Linked DNA regions of Mus musculus: regions 1, 2, 3 and 4 are each linked to region 5. Evidence: chromatin contacts called from public Hi-C, HiChIP or PLAC-seq, Micro-C and promoter capture Hi-C data. All regions are on one chromosome and are shown on one strand. The core of a region is the stretch at or near the end of the contact, and the rest is flanking DNA. Distances in the headings are between cores, read along the strand shown.

Region 1 (2,700 bases), core at 182-2,681, 1.3 Mb after region 5:
CTATGTGACTTCGTTGTGCAAAGCTGAAATCTGAGCCCGTTTTTGGGATTTTCCCAGAGACTAGAGTGTATTAGGGTGTTTCATTCCAGACTAGGTGGTTTATATTTGTAGATTAATTTAGGAATAATGAAAAAACCCTCTTAATAAATACCATTGAGATCTTGGCTTAGCTGGTTAAAGAATCGTGAAAATGCTTCCCTCACTGAGACATGCCTGTGGCCCTTGGGAGTTACAGCCTGTCACTTGGGGCAGTATTAGGCTAGCACTAATTGTCTAGTAGCTGCAGAGGGACCCAGTGCAACCCTCCTGCCTACTTTTATTGTTCCTCCCTCGGTAGCTAAGTCCTCCCGGAGTCCTGACTTCTTTATTCTATCTGCGCCTACAGTTTTGTTTTACTTAGTTTTTTCTTTGTTACTCTGATCCCACTCTTTATGCAGTGACACTTTTCAAGCATCCTACTTTCAAACTGCAAGATGTCCAATACCATCTCGGTATAGAGTGTCTTTGAACCAAGGCACACTCTTGGACCAGCCAACTATGAACTCAACAGGGAGAAAGCCCCTGGGGACTGCCCCCCACCCCTACACACATACACACCTCTGATACAGTATATCAGTCCCAGCACACTTGGCTCCTCCCATAGGAAAGTGCTGAAAATGCAGTCCGTCCTGTAAGATCTCCCAGTGCTGTGAGGAAACCAGGAATTTAGATCGCGTTGCAATGGATATGTAGCCTGCTAGGATAGAATAGCTAGTGACTACAGAATACTGTAGGGAATTTTGTATTAAAGACGTGAGGATAGGAAACTTTGCAGATTGCGTGTGTGTGTGTGTGTGTGTGTGTGTGTGTGTGCAGACTATCTGCAAAGACATGTATAAATTGTCAGTGTTCTTAGTGCTGTAAGAACGGGGCGTGCCTGGCGTGTAAGGCACTCCAGGAAAGGGGCCTGGCTTATGGAACTGATGAACCCATAGTAAGCTGCTTAGACCCAGACATTAATATAATCATAATAAATAATATAAAAACGACCTCTTCCAAGACAGAAGGGGACTCTTGAAGCACCTAGAGTTTCACAGCCGTACTCCATACGTGTAGAAAAAGCTAGGGAAACCTAACATCAGGCTGAGGGGTTTTAAAGTTCTAGATCCAGCATAAAATGGCCTGGGCTCCATGCACCCGGATCAACAGGAACAGTCCTGTCGGCTAGTGTTTGCCTTTCAAACTCATGTCACTGCAGCCTTGTTCTTGCTCTAAGTCTTCCAGTAGTTCTCCCCAGAAGTATTTTGGCTTTACTAGAATCAGCTAACTTAAAAGGTCAGACATGTATAAACTATTTTAGCTAAAAGCCCGTATGTTTCTAGGTAATAACAGCCATGGTACACTACCCCCCACCCCACACAGTGTGGTTAACCAGCCATCAGAAGTTCCTAGTAGCTTCAAGGCTTCCTGACTATAGTAGCTTTGGTTAAAAAAGGAAGCTCGCATTCTACTGTAGCTGTAGTGTTCCTTGGCTGGCAAGTCGTTGCTGTGTACATGTGCACACACAAATGCCTGACCACTGGAGACCCTGCTGTCTGTCTGTCCGTGGATGGACGACAAGCTAGGAGCCTGCTGTCTGTGGATGGAGCACAGGCGAGGCTATGAATAAACCACAGTGTAAGCACGGGAGGAAGATTTGGTTCCTGCTTTCCACTTCAAGGACAACGGAAGCAGTGTGTGTGTGGGGGGGGGGGGGGGGGTGTTTGTTTTGGTTTTTTTGTGGCATGAAAAATGGGATGTACTGCATGTTTTGTTTTGTTTTTCTGAGATCTCAGCGTTTGCAAATTATACCATTTTACAATCTATGAAGGAAAAAACGGTCACCTAAAAATTTACATGTCATTGCTCAGAGCCATTCAGATTTCAGATGACAGAGTGTAAAAAATGTGCATTTTAGAATTAACTATACAAAATACTTATGAGAAGGCTAAAACTCTTTGTTTATGTTTATAGATTGATTTAGGAATGATGAATTCTCTCAATAAATAACATCAGAGTTCCAGACGTAATCACAAGTGCAGAGTGATAAAAATACTAACATGGAAGTCATTCAGGGCTAGAAGTGGTAGGGAAGCCCTTAGGACTGCTGAAGCTGTTAGTAAAAGATAACTCGTTTCATCTGAGGCAACGGTCACTCGGTACTGCCTGTGCTCTGATGCACAGTGGATCGATGAAGCGTGTGCCTCCGCGTGAGGAGACGGGAGAGAAGCAGGAGTGTGAGCACCTATCTCCTCTGAGCTGCTCCCAGCCTGAAGGAGGCTCCCTGAAAACGCCCAGCAAGGGACCCTCACTTATCAAGGCTCCAGGAGGAGACAGTTGTCTCCAGTAGAGTTTGCAGTTGGAGGGAGGAGGAGACATGTTTGTAAGTTGCAGTGATCACTTTGAAGGAGAAAGAGCTGAGCTGGGAAAGGGTGAACTGACGCAGTCTCTGAGTGGCTGTGTAGAAGTGAATTCAGTGAGAAGTCAGGTGGGACATAGCCTGTCCAGGACACCCCAGAGCCTTGTGTCCTGGGGCTGGAGAAAAGGCAGGAGGGTGAGCCTGGGAGACTGGGGTGGCAGTGAGAATAAGCCAGCTCCAGAGACCCTGCCAGACCTGCGCGCCCCGTCTCCCCAGCAGTTGTTACTGCAGCCTGGAACCTTGTGACTCTTCATGGCTGAGGG
Region 2 (2,700 bases), core at 96-2,595, 1.4 Mb before region 5:
CCTAAGAGGCTCCGCTAGACAGCTCAGTGGTAAAGTACTTGCCACCAAACCTATGACATTAGTTAGAATGAGAAAACTGACTGTTGAAAGCTGTTCTCTGACCTCCACATGTGCCGTGGCACCCATTTGTATGCATACATACATAAATAAGTACATTAAGAAAGAATCATGACAGGTATTGTGAATACCCAGGCCAACGCTATATCAATATGAAAACTAATGTTCTCCCATCAGTGTTGGGGTATCGTTTGAGAAACAACGTTGAAGACATTAGTGGATGAAAAGGTCTGTGAATACTCTGGAGGCTGAAGAAGGAGGGTGGTAAGTTGAAGTCTAGCCTGGATAACATCGAGAGATACTGTCTCTTACAAGAAACAAAGAAGCTAGGAATGTAGATCAGTGATGAACTGCACACCTGTCCCTGGATTTGACATCGCAGACTTGGAAACAAAAAGAAAAGAAAAGAAAAGGTTTGTTGAAGCACTGAGGAGCCAGGTGCGATTAGATAGGACACTTAAACCTGGTTATCGTTTATAATCTTTGCTTTTTGTTACTTTTAATGGCCATTGGAATGGAATGGGTGACAAATGGAAGGGATGATGGAGATAGGAAGAATAATCAAGATGGCTCCGCCCCTTTTCCGGGTGGGGCGCGGGGGGGGGGGCGAGGTGTTTGCTTGGTAGTTCCAGTGACAACCTTCCATACTCTACCCTCAACCTCAAATCAAAGGCTTATAAGAGCAGATCACCAAGCCTTTGGTACCTGTATGCTAGGTAGGCAAGCACTCTACCAACTGAGCTACATCCCCAGCCCCCACTAGATTTCATGTAAATCCATATGGTCTTTCTTTCTTTCTTCCTTTTTTTTTTTTTGCGAGGCTAGCTTTTTAGTGTGGAAAATATGATTATTATAACTACAGACCATCAAACTGAGTGCAGCCTGTTCTGAAGGCTTGCAAACGGAATCTGGCAACACTTTGGGAAAGTACTACTTTAGTTTCTCAAAGACTCAAGAAGCCCTCCGGCTCTTCCAGTGGGCCCAGCCTCAGATATTCCGAGTTCTTTGAAAAATTATGAGTTACAGGTGTTTACATTTTTCGAAGCGTTTTCTTTTGGGCTTCTCAGCCTCAATGTAAATGACCAACCTTACTAACAAGGATTACTTTCTATAGAGGCATCATTTGCATTCACTGAGTCCTTTCATCCATTTCCCTCTTTAGTTCTTTCAGCTAGAACTTTAATTTCTTTTCTAGGTCCTCAATCGCAAAAGGAAAACAAACAGAACATGCCTCTGTTTCACTGCGGCCGCATTGCTTTGAGAACGGAGGAAGTGAGTCCCTAGCGGGGATCCGTACTCGCATCCTGGCGTTTGCCTACAGGAAGATGGCGGCGGTCTCAATGTCAGTGTCGCTGAGACAGGCGATGTTGGGGCGAAGGGCAATGGCTACAGCTGCCGTTTCCGTCTGTAGAGTTCCATCCAGGTAACATAACTGTCAGCCTTGTCGAGCTATTCATTCAGGGTTCCCAGGTCGCTCCACTTTGGGGGAGGCTGGGCCGGCTGGGCCCCGGAGGCGGCCTTGGGAACGCGTCCTCCCTTGACCCTTCCTCGGGATGCGGGGACCGACGCTGGTTTCCGGCGAGGCGCCTGCGGGGCCTGGGGTTCTGCAGCTGCGGACGGGCGAGGGTCTGTGCGGAGGAGCTGTGAACTGGATCGTGGCTCCTGAGAAGGGGAGGAGTCTGGGCGACCTCTCTCCCAATGTCCTACATCCCTTCCGCTTGTCACCTGCTTGCCCCATTCCAGCCTGAAAGGGTAAATCCCTGCTATCCTTTCCCTGGCTTTAGTTAATATCGGCTGGGCTTCCAAACAGAAAGGTTGTTGTATTCATCATTGTGCATAAGAGGAAAACTTCTCAGGACTTCAGAGTTTATAGCAATATCCATCGGAAGGTTACAGCGTACCTGTTTTTTGTCTTTCTAACCAGTGCGTTCCAGTCTTAAGTTCCACCACGGAGCTACGCTCTCAGGCAGCAAGGTGGCTTTTATTTTGATTTGTTTACTTCGTTTGTTTGTTTGAGACAGATCACACTATGTAGCCCTAGATGCCGGAAGGTTTCTTGTGGTGACTGCCCCCTCCCTTCCCCCCCGCCCCCCTCCGCAGCATTGCTCTATTTTACGTAGTCTCTGTTTTCCTGGGTGTATAAGATACTGGGTTTTATCACTTGTTTCGAAGTTTGCTCCTGTGAAGAGTGGCCTTGTATTGACAGCTGCATGCTGTGGAGACTACATTCAATGTTCACAGTGAGGATGGGTCTGTAAGGGGTGGGAAGAATGTGGTACAAAAAAAAAAAAAAAAAAAAAAAAAAAGGAAAAGTCTGGCACACTGGTACAAGCCTTTAATGCCAGCCAGCTCTGGGGAGGCAGAACCAGAGGCGGCTGGATCTCTGTGAGTTCCAGGACAGCCAGAGCTACTTAGAGAGACCCTGTCTCAAACAAGACCAAACCATTAAATACCTTTAAGAAAGAAAAAGGGAACTAGTATCTATCAAAATGCTTGTTAAATTAGTGTTAAGCTCAATACAGAGGGAATACAGAGTTAAAGTGAGCTGGTTGGAACTTTTGGAGACAAATTTTGATGCAGTTTTAAGTAGTGGTTGTTTTGTGGGAAAGAAAAGGTTGCCCTTAGTAAAGTCAGGAGATTTGT
Region 3 (2,849 bases), core at 108-2,607, 1.2 Mb after region 5:
GTGCTCGCTGAGTGTGTGCTCATGCCTTTCAGCGCAGCAGCACCAACAGACAGAGCGGTGTCTGAAGCACACGCTGTAAAATGAATCAAGTGTTCTAACTCACCGGTGTTAACGTTTCAGACGTGCGCTGGCAGGGGAAAATGTTGGTACCAAGCCGAGACTGCCCTTGAGACTAATCCAAGGCCATCACGGGTCAGACCAAGAGGTTCAAATGCTTCAAGCAGAGAGCCTGGCTGGGCATGAGCACGTCTGTGGCAGGCTTGTGTCAGCTGCCAGGCCCCCACAGCCCCTCTCCATGAGCCTGGGGCAGCGGTCTTAGAGGAACAGAAGGAAGGGCAGTGTAGTGAGTGTGATAGCATGAGTGACCCGTGTGAGTCACCACTCTTGAGTACGGGACACCATCCCTTCAGTAACCTTGAGTGTCAGCTGTCCTATAGTGTGTCCCTGAGAGTGTGCTGCGAATATCTGCCTGGCTCGGGGACATGCCACTAAGCCCTGAAGCATTCTTAAGAGTGGGACACTCACAAGAGGCTCTCAAGAGAATCCATTGGCTAAGAGGGTGGAAAGTACAGAGGCCCAGAAGTCAATGTCAGCGTGATTAGAAATCTGTCCTGGGTAGCTCAGGCAGCCCCACCTGAATGGAGAGAGGGTGCAGATGAGGCTCAGACACCTAGGATAAGGTCCCTGGCTCTGGCCAGCTGGAGAGCTAGACAGAGATCTCCACCTGGGTTTTGTTCCACGGACCGATCCTTAGGTCTCAGTGCTTAGAACTAAATAAAAAGCCTTTGTAGCTGGACGGGTAACCACGCTGCACCAGGAAGTGGGTCAGCAGGCTCAAAGGAGGAGTTTCTGAGCTGGGAGCCAGACCTGCCAGCCACCTATTGCCATCAGGCCCCTGGGAATGAATACCACTCTGGAGTCTCCGCTTCATATCTCTGAGCTCCAAAATGGAGTGGGTGATCGTGAGACAAGATCCCTTTTAAACGTCTCTCATTAACTTTGATGCCAGCCACTGCCCATAACTGCAAAGGCTTGTACTTAGCCGCTCTTGTTTTTAGCAAAGGCCATCTGTGCACATAGTGATCATCTTGTTAGAAATTCATTTCTCCTTACTATTTTGTAAGTTTTTTTTCCACGGGGCGGGGGGGGGGAATGGAAAAGTGTAGCTTTTCGATTCTGCAATGTGGGGTGAAATAGCTGTTAGTCTGGTGGCAGGCTGAGGTCCTGGAAACCCCTGCTCTGTGCTGCTCACGTGCAACAGACCCAGGAAGGAGTGGCAGGGAGCCCCTGAGGCCACTCTGAGCCACAGCTTTCAGACTCAGACTGTCCCCGCCCAGCTCAGGCAAGACTCCTCCTCCTCTGAGAGTCCTGACCCACTTCCTGGTGCGCTGCAGGCACTGTAGCTGACCAGCGCTCTCAGCTCTGTGAAGTTTAGTGTTTGTTTTCCTGACCCCAGGTCGTCCTTCAAATTCTTGTTCCTTTCTGAAATTTAATTTTGAAAGTTATTTTTTGTGGCTAAATTTATTGAAAGTTTGTTTGTTTGTTTGTTTTTTAATAAACTCTTGCGGTTTCAAACTGTTTATCACCCGTGAAGAGAAGCTTAAAGTACTATAAAGAGAAGCAGTGGAAGGTAACACATGGCCACATACACCTGTAATCTCAGTGCTCAGGAGGCTGAAGGGGAGAGAGTGTTCCAGGCTAGCCTGAGGGACATAGTGAGAGATCCTGTGTACACACACACACACACACACACACACACACAGAGACATTGAGGCTGCTCATAACCCACTGCTGAGCAGTGGGACCTTAGCAGGAATTGCTGTTTGTCTCAGATTGGTGGTGAAGAACACTTGAGACTTCCTGCTTCTGCAAGCCCGCCCCTCAGTGTTGCAATGTTGCCATCAGATATAGAGATAGGTGGCTGGGGCCTCACTGTACGTTCCCAGCACGTGATTTCCAGACCAGGCTGGGTGAAGGGCAGAACATTTGTTACAGATTGATTCCCGAGGCACCATTCTGAACCTTTGTGTCAGACTGTGATGACTGGCTGTAGGTTCTGTCGCTAGGGGATGAGGCAGCTGGACTGTCAATCTGCACAGCGCACACTTGGGCCTCTCCTGCAGTCTCCAAAGTGGAGAGTGAGCCACTCCTCCTCCATCCCGAGAGGGTTTGCTAGGAGACCTCTGACAACAGCGCCAAAGACCTGGGAAGAGAACCTCCCCTCGTGGGCATAGGCCCAAAAGATTTGGCGTCGGAGAGAAAAGGCTAAGCTGAAGAACTTGTTACTTTCTATTCTACCTCCTTCCTGGGCCAAGTTTTGTTGATACAAAGTCATTAGCATCTGAAGTCAGCTTCTCTCTGAATCCAGCAACTTGGTAAGAAATGCATCTGGCATTTTATTGTACAGTATAATACTGTATACATGTTGATGGGTCCCCCTGTCCCCCCAAAAATGCTAGATGTCCCAGATCTTAATCCATGCAAGTGAGTTAGCAGAAACCTCGTATCCAGGGCTGGGGATGTAGTTCAGTTGGTACTGTTCTAGTCTTCCTGAAGCTCTGGTTCCATCCCTAGCACCACACCTGGACACCTAGGGGCCTAGCCTGCACCCTGGCTGTTCAGGAGGTGGAGGCCTAAGGACCAGAAGTTCAAGGCCACCCTGAGGTGCCTGAAACCCTCTAGAGATCCTTTTACAGGGGTCAACTAATACCATCTGTATATCAGATATTTACAGTTCATAACAGTAGCAAGATTACAGGTGTGAAGTAACAGCAAAATACAAGTTTATGGCTGGGGTCCCACAACCTGAGGAGCTGTGTTACAGGCCTGCAGCACCCCTGCCCGGCTGG
Region 4 (2,700 bases), core at 192-2,691, 1.4 Mb before region 5:
CCGCGGGGCTTTGTGATTCATGCCCACTTTCAAAGGGGGGCTTGGGCCCGTCTGAGAGGCACCCAAACAACTGTCTTCTAATATTAGCACGGCTGTATTTCGGGATCTATTATAGTCTGTCCAGACAGATCCCATTGTAATGGGACCTTTTATTAAAAGATTAGCACTATCTCCTGCAGTTGGTGGAAAAAAATCTGTTATCACTGAGTTATTTGCAGTTGTGGAGGGGGTAGGAGGAGGGTGATGGAAGATGGGGGTGGGAGGATGAGAGGAGGACCGGGGGGGGGGGGCGCTAGGGCTGGGGCTAGAGAAGAAGGGCGAATTTGAAATCCGTAAGAGCAAATCCCAATGACCTGGGAATGTCCAAGAATTTTGTCTGTTTTGTTCGCTGTTTGTTGTCGTTCGGGCTTCAGAAGCGAAAAGAATAGAAATTTAAAAGGCAGCTTTGAAATAAACAATATAGCCTTTTCCGTGAAGTAATCGTTTTATATAAAAGGAAATATCGCCTCCTCAGTTTCATTCAGCCGTGCCAGAAAATGTTATAAATGAGAAGACCCGCCAACTTTCGGCGAAGAATGCCAGGCATTGCACTCAATAAACTGAGGCTGCAGAAGTTCATTATCATGGTGCAATCTTTTTTTTAAATAAGAGAGAGAGAGAGAGAGAGAGAGAGGAGTCGGGACAGAAACTGGGGCGTCTCGGAGCGGGGGAGGAGGGGGGCAGACCGCCTACGTCGGCGCCCCCGCTCGGGGCTGCGACTCCAGACGCGACGAAGTGAAAGGGGAGAAAAGAAAGGGAGAGGGCGAGACTGCCGGGGGCGGCCGGCTCCGAGGTGTTAAACATTTTTGTTTGCTTCTGACTTGTGGAGCCCGAGGGCCGCGTCTCCGCAGCGCTCGGCCCGGGTGGAAGGTGCCCGGGGGTCGGGGTTCTTAGCAACCTACTCCAGGCTGGGGGGGGAGGGGGCGCGGGAGGGAGTGGGAGGCGGGGGAGCTGGCAGGGTGGCCGCAAAGTAAGACACGTAAGAGACCTCGGGACACAAAACGTCTCCGGGACCCCGCGCCAAGGCTCTGCAGGGAGGCTCCTGAAACTGCTCCCCCGGGCATTGAAGCAGCTCAGGGATCCTGCGGCGGGTTGCAGAAGTCTCATCCCGGAGCCCTGGAGCAGAGGTGCTGGGGACCCATTCCCGGGGTCCTCCGGGGTCCCCGCGCTCCGCCGGCCGCCTCCTCCAGCGCCCTCACTCACACGCGCACACGCACACACGCGCGCACACACACACTCGCACGCCACCCCGGGCGCGCCGGCTCCGAGCGGCGGCGTGCAGGACTGAAGTGGATGTTCCTCCCCACCCCCGACGCGTCGCCCCCAGCCCCCGCCCCTGCCTCCTTCCCCCCTCCCCTCCCGCTCCTACGCAAATAAGAACTCGGCGATTCCCCTCCTGCCGCTTTGATTTCGGGCACCTCCGACAGATAATTGGGAAGGGTTTCCAGAAGGTGGGAAATGTCACCTGATTCACACTGAACTTTTAAAAGCTCCCCACCCCCAAAGAGCCGGCACACCCTCGGTCGCGGCCGCCCTCCCACAGCCCCACACACTGGGAGACCGCCCACCGCAAACCTCGGAGACCCCCGTCTAGATTTAAAGCGCGGCTGCGCCCGGCTTCTGACGTCCATTGAATCGCGCGGGCGGCCGGTGGCGAGCGCGGGGCTGCGCCGGGATCGCTGCGCCCTCCGCCGCTCGCCTCTGCGACGCGCGCCGCTCGCCCGAGCCACCCGCCGCCGCGCTCCTCGCCCCGCGCCTGCCCCAGGATGGTCTGCGCCAGGCACCAGCCCGGCGGGCTCTGCCTCCTGCTGCTGCTACTCTGCCAGTTCATGGAGGACCGCAGCGCCCAGGGTGAGTGGAAGGGATGCGCCCAGAGGCTCGGCTGGGGCAGGGGTTCTACTTTTCTGCTGTCTCCACTTGGTCTGTTCTGACCTACGCTGCTCTCGGAAGATGTTGGAACCACCCGGCTACTCCTGTAGAACGGAACGGGAGGGAAAGACTGAAGGCAGTGACACTTTAGGATAGAGAGCGGAGTTTAGAGCCAGGTTACCCTCAAAAAGGAAAGGGCTTGAGTGGAGGAGCTGGAGCCTCAGTAGTTAGGGGTAGATGCTCCAAGTTCTGGTCCTAATGACTTTAGATGTTATCTCCCCTGGCTGGCTCGGGAGAAGGGCGAGCATCCGTAGCCTGGAGATTACAGTCGACCTACTAGCAATCTATCCATCTTCCTTCCATATCTTTTGGAGACTCTTTAAAAAAAAAATGACGGGGTGGGGGATGGGAGATACCGAATTTTCTTGGGTGGCCGGGGGACGTGGTTTCAGAAACTTTGCCCAAACTTGGAAATGTGGGTACTGAAATTTTTAGAGGGAGGTAGTTTTACGCTTAGCGGATGCTCCTTCTGCCTCTTTCCCCCAAGCCCCGCGAAAAAGAAGAAAGACAAACCAAATTATTAGCCCGAAGTGTTTTAAGTACTTTACAGTTTTCTCCACTTTGCCTCATTCCTGTTAACTTCTGTGAACCAAGCAGCCCACAAGCTATTTAGACTCCGACCTGGATTAAAGAGCAAATTTCTGAAGTTTATCTTCTAAAATTAAAAATGAATTGATTTTATTACAATTAGTCTCCAGGCTGGATTTCTTTTTTAAAAATAGTGGTAACCCC
Region 5 (2,791 bases), core at 267-2,766:
CCAAGTGCTGGCATTAAGTGCTTGACTAAGAACTCTGTATTCTTATACTTGGGTTTTCCAAATTTAATGTTAAGTTAAAGATGTTAGCAAAGTAAAAATGAATTAACAAAAGTTCAATTGAATTAGGCAGTAAAGTATCTAGAAGATAAAATAATTTGGGCAGGAAACATAACTAAAGACACAATGTAAAGGCTTTTAAATGTTATTTCTCTATAGGTGACATTAGTCACTGCATTTTAAAAGGCCAGCTATATATTTGATTTCAAGCGTCACTGATTGAATATAGAAAAATGTATGTTATCTAGAAAAATATTCAAATGGTGAGATTTTAGCTAATAATCTAAATTTAAAAGCATGTGGGCTATTTGGTGTAAAGAGAAGTAAGTGGTGCTAGAGATGTGAGTCAGATGAGGATTTAACTTTTTCATCCATTAAAGAAAGTACAGGAGCTGGAGAGATGGCTCAGCGGCTGAAAAGAGCACTGGCTGCTCCTCCAGAGAACACAGATTAGATTCTCAACACCAACAGGGCGGCCCCCAAAAGCCTGAAACTCCAGTTCCAGGCGATCAGAAGCCCTCTTCTGAGCTCCGCGGACACCACGCACACACGTGATGCACAGATATAAGTGCAGGTAAATAAACACAAGGTAATAAAAATGAGTTTCAAAAGAACACTCTTTTAAAAAGAACTGCAAGCTTTGGGTTAGAGCTTTAAGGGGCAGAAATACTATATTGGATCCAGCTTTTAGTAGCTGTCTTGAAGACACCTCCTTATCCACCAGATGGCACTATTTCCACGTCTTTGCATGCTTCTGAGTGCAGCAGAGGGTAGTGCAGCTAGCAACTGTTGGGATAAAGTTCTAACAGCCAGCTAGCAATGCACTGCCTGCCTGACACACCCACACTTCATCCTCTGTGGAGCCGGACACTGGGAAGCGCCCGCTAAGCAGGTATAAGTAGCTACATCAGTTGTGAGAATCCATTTCTTAAGTCTTCAGATTCTGTAAAGGTTTTTAATTTGTATTAATTCTCCCATAATTCCTGCAAATGCCTTCTATAGCAAGAATTAATTTGCTCGAGATCAGAATGAAGACAGAAGGGCAAGCCCAGAAAACTCACCTTGGGGGAACCTTGATTTCGCTGCTGCTTCATGCCGTTGGCGAGCACCCGCATGATGTTCTCCTTTGGAAATAGATTAACATAAGAAGGGAGAAAACTCTAGGAAAATCGTCACGGAGAGTGGGGAATTGTTTTGAATCCTGGGTTTGCTGATTCACTCATTCTTTCTAAAGCAACCAGGTATCTCCAGAACTTAAATTTCACACCGTTCAAAATTTAAACTAGGCTGTAGAATTTCATGGCATCTTTTGGTCCTTACTGGGTATTACAAACCGTACCTTCTGCAAGAAGCCCCATGGGAGGGTTGGGTCAAGAAAGAAAAGGATGGTACGCACCCACAACATCTCTTCTTCCGTCCGGATCTTCCTCCGGGCGGTGCGTTGCAGTTTCCACTCCATCTCCGAGTGAGTGCGCTGTTCCTGGACGCCTTGCCTCTCCCCCTCAGGGGCTAAGCAGGACCACGACTTCCCAAACCGCTAGCCTCGTCCCCCTAAACCCATCAAACCTGCCCTCCTACCCCCGAGACCCTCGCTCCTCCCACAGCTCCTGGAGCGTATTCCCCAGGGTAACCTTTAAAAAGCCCGCGGGGCGGCAATCAAAGCGGGAACCTCCTTCCGTCGGTCCCGCCACAGGCCAGCGCCTCGATGACGTCAAGTCTGGGGTGTCGGGGTGCTCGCTCGGGTCCCGCCCTCCTACCCGCGCCCCCGCACTGGGCCTCCCGAGCGGCGCGCGCCGCAGCGCCAAGCTTTGCCGCGAGCAGTGGCGGGCCTGAGCCTCCTGCCCGAGCCCGCAGGAGGTGCGGAGTCGGCGGGTAGAGAAGCGGGGTTTTTGGAGTTCACTGTTGTTTTCAAAAGCAAAAACGTTTCGTCCTAACTGACTCTAATCCTTTTTTTCCGTTCCCCTCTCCTTTTCTTCAACCCCACCCTGATTATCAAATTTGGACGCGTGCAGTAATTCTCACCCTTCTGTTTACTGCTTAGTGATAATCGCTTGTGAAAATTCCTGAACGTAAACATGTCTCTCAATGAGCATGTTAACTCCTCTGTCTTCAAACTCAAACTCAAAAAAGGGGGGGGGGGTGTCTAGGCTGCCGAGAAATGCGTTGACATTTCCAATTAATAAATTATCCGCACTGTCCACTTGGGGAATTGGGGAACTGGCCAAGTTCTCTTGCTGGATCTTGGGAGCTACTTCATAAGCAGGAAGTTTGTGAGAGAGGGAAAGAGCCAAGGAAAGCCAGTGAGACAGCTGACCAGGCCTAGGACTGGATCGATCATGAAATTGCTCGAGGGTCTGGAGGGACCTGGAGACGACTGACAGACAGGGAGCCAGATGGGCTGCTCAGCCTTGCCTGCCCATCTGAGCTGCCAAGGCAAGCTGGGCCATATGGCAGGAGACTAAACTGTCTGAGCAACCTAGGAGGTCCAGCAGCCAGGTTCTCTGCTCCCAGGTCCCCATCCCAAAGTGACAGCAGATTGCATTTTAACTCTAATAAGTTGTTTTGTGCATGCTGGGGCTAGGAGATTCAAACTGCTCAATAACTTAAGCCCACTCTAGTACGTCTGAAAATTCAAGAAATACCGGCTTCGTAGCAACCCAGCTCCCAGTGTTCCAATGACAACGGTTGAAAATGTGTGCTGGTAACCCCACATGAGATTTGTCAGAATGCTTGT

The links. Promoter capture Hi-C pulls out the DNA fragments that hold promoters and counts their contacts. A called contact is a pair of places that touch in the nucleus more often than the background predicts. HiChIP or PLAC-seq counts read pairs in DNA pulled down with a chosen protein or histone mark.
Region 1: a promoter capture Hi-C map of the HPC-7 cell line shows a contact between it and region 5, with 8 times the contacts expected there. The contact joins the enhancer-like site here to the promoter of Cdc20b in region 5. A contact is called at or near these places in 9 of 39 promoter capture datasets (the 3T3-L1 cell line, 3T3-L1-derived adipocytes, the C10 cell line and 6 more), 3 of 484 Hi-C or Micro-C datasets (adipose-derived mesenchymal stem cells, embryonic stem cells and pro-B cells), 2 of 115 datasets of contacts at active chromatin or transcription factors (T-cell acute lymphoblastic leukemia and astrocytes) and 2 of 9 other capture datasets (adipose tissue and embryonic stem cells).
Region 2: an HNF4G HiChIP or PLAC-seq map of pancreatic cancer cells shows a contact between it and region 5. The contact joins the promoter of Ndufs4 here to the promoter of Cdc20b in region 5.
Region 3: a contact with region 5 is called in a Hi-C map of the Ba/F3 cell line, with 4 times the contacts expected there. The contact joins the enhancer-like site here to the promoter of Cdc20b in region 5. A contact is called at or near these places in 4 of 39 promoter capture datasets (3T3-L1-derived adipocytes, embryonic stem cells, hippocampal neurons and 1 more), 4 of 484 Hi-C or Micro-C datasets (the Ba/F3 cell line, adipose-derived mesenchymal stem cells, embryonic stem cells and 1 more), 4 of 115 datasets of contacts at active chromatin or transcription factors (T-cell acute lymphoblastic leukemia, astrocytes, regulatory T cell precursor and 1 more) and 3 of 9 other capture datasets (adipose tissue, embryonic stem cells and liver).
Region 4: a contact with region 5 is called in a Micro-C map of embryonic stem cells, with 5 times the contacts expected there. The contact joins the promoter of Fst here to the promoter of Cdc20b in region 5. A contact is called at or near these places in 2 of 39 promoter capture datasets (cranial neural crest and embryonic stem cells), 2 of 484 Hi-C or Micro-C datasets (both in embryonic stem cells), 2 of 115 datasets of contacts at active chromatin or transcription factors (astrocytes and pancreatic cancer cells) and 2 of 9 other capture datasets (adipose tissue and embryonic stem cells).

Annotation. Positions count from the first base shown.
Region 1 is chr13:111,777,567-111,780,266 of GRCm38.p6, reverse strand. All of the region lies in intron 1 of Map3k1 (mitogen-activated protein kinase kinase kinase 1), which reads left to right. Among named protein-coding and RNA genes, the nearest start is that of Map3k1, 30 kb to the left of the region's middle. Within about 2 kb of position 1,431, at least 97 of the 459 cell types and tissues checked have an H3K27ac peak or open chromatin away from gene starts, as enhancers often do. A contact at or near this core is called in the HPC-7 cell line and pro-B cells, where this site is marked.
Region 2 is chr13:114,386,739-114,389,438 of GRCm38.p6, reverse strand. Ndufs4 (NADH:ubiquinone oxidoreductase core subunit S4) reads left to right here and starts at 1,345. Exons shown (of 5, transcript NM_010887.2): 1 at 1,345-1,480. The coding sequence starts at 1,383.
Region 3 is chr13:111,795,684-111,798,532 of GRCm38.p6, reverse strand. All of the region lies in intron 1 of Map3k1 (mitogen-activated protein kinase kinase kinase 1), which reads left to right. Among named protein-coding and RNA genes, the nearest start is that of Map3k1, 12 kb to the left of the region's middle. Within about 2 kb of position 1,357, at least 314 of the 459 cell types and tissues checked have an H3K27ac peak or open chromatin away from gene starts, as enhancers often do. A contact at or near this core is called in the Ba/F3 cell line, T-cell acute lymphoblastic leukemia, adipose tissue and 6 more, where this site is marked.
Region 4 is chr13:114,457,692-114,460,391 of GRCm38.p6, reverse strand. It overlaps Fst (follistatin), which reads left to right and starts at 1,441. Exons shown (of 6, transcript NM_001301373.1): 1 at 1,441-1,890. The coding sequence starts at 1,806. The region is part of intron 1 of Gm41074 (a long non-coding RNA gene); the gene reads right to left.
Region 5 is chr13:113,034,104-113,036,894 of GRCm38.p6, reverse strand. It overlaps Cdc20b (cell division cycle 20B), which reads right to left and starts at 1,516. Exons shown (of 12, transcript NM_001281487.1): 1 at 1,454-1,516; 2 at 1,119-1,181. The coding sequence starts at 1,516. Mir449c (microRNA 449c) reads right to left here and starts at 912; the gene lies at 804-912.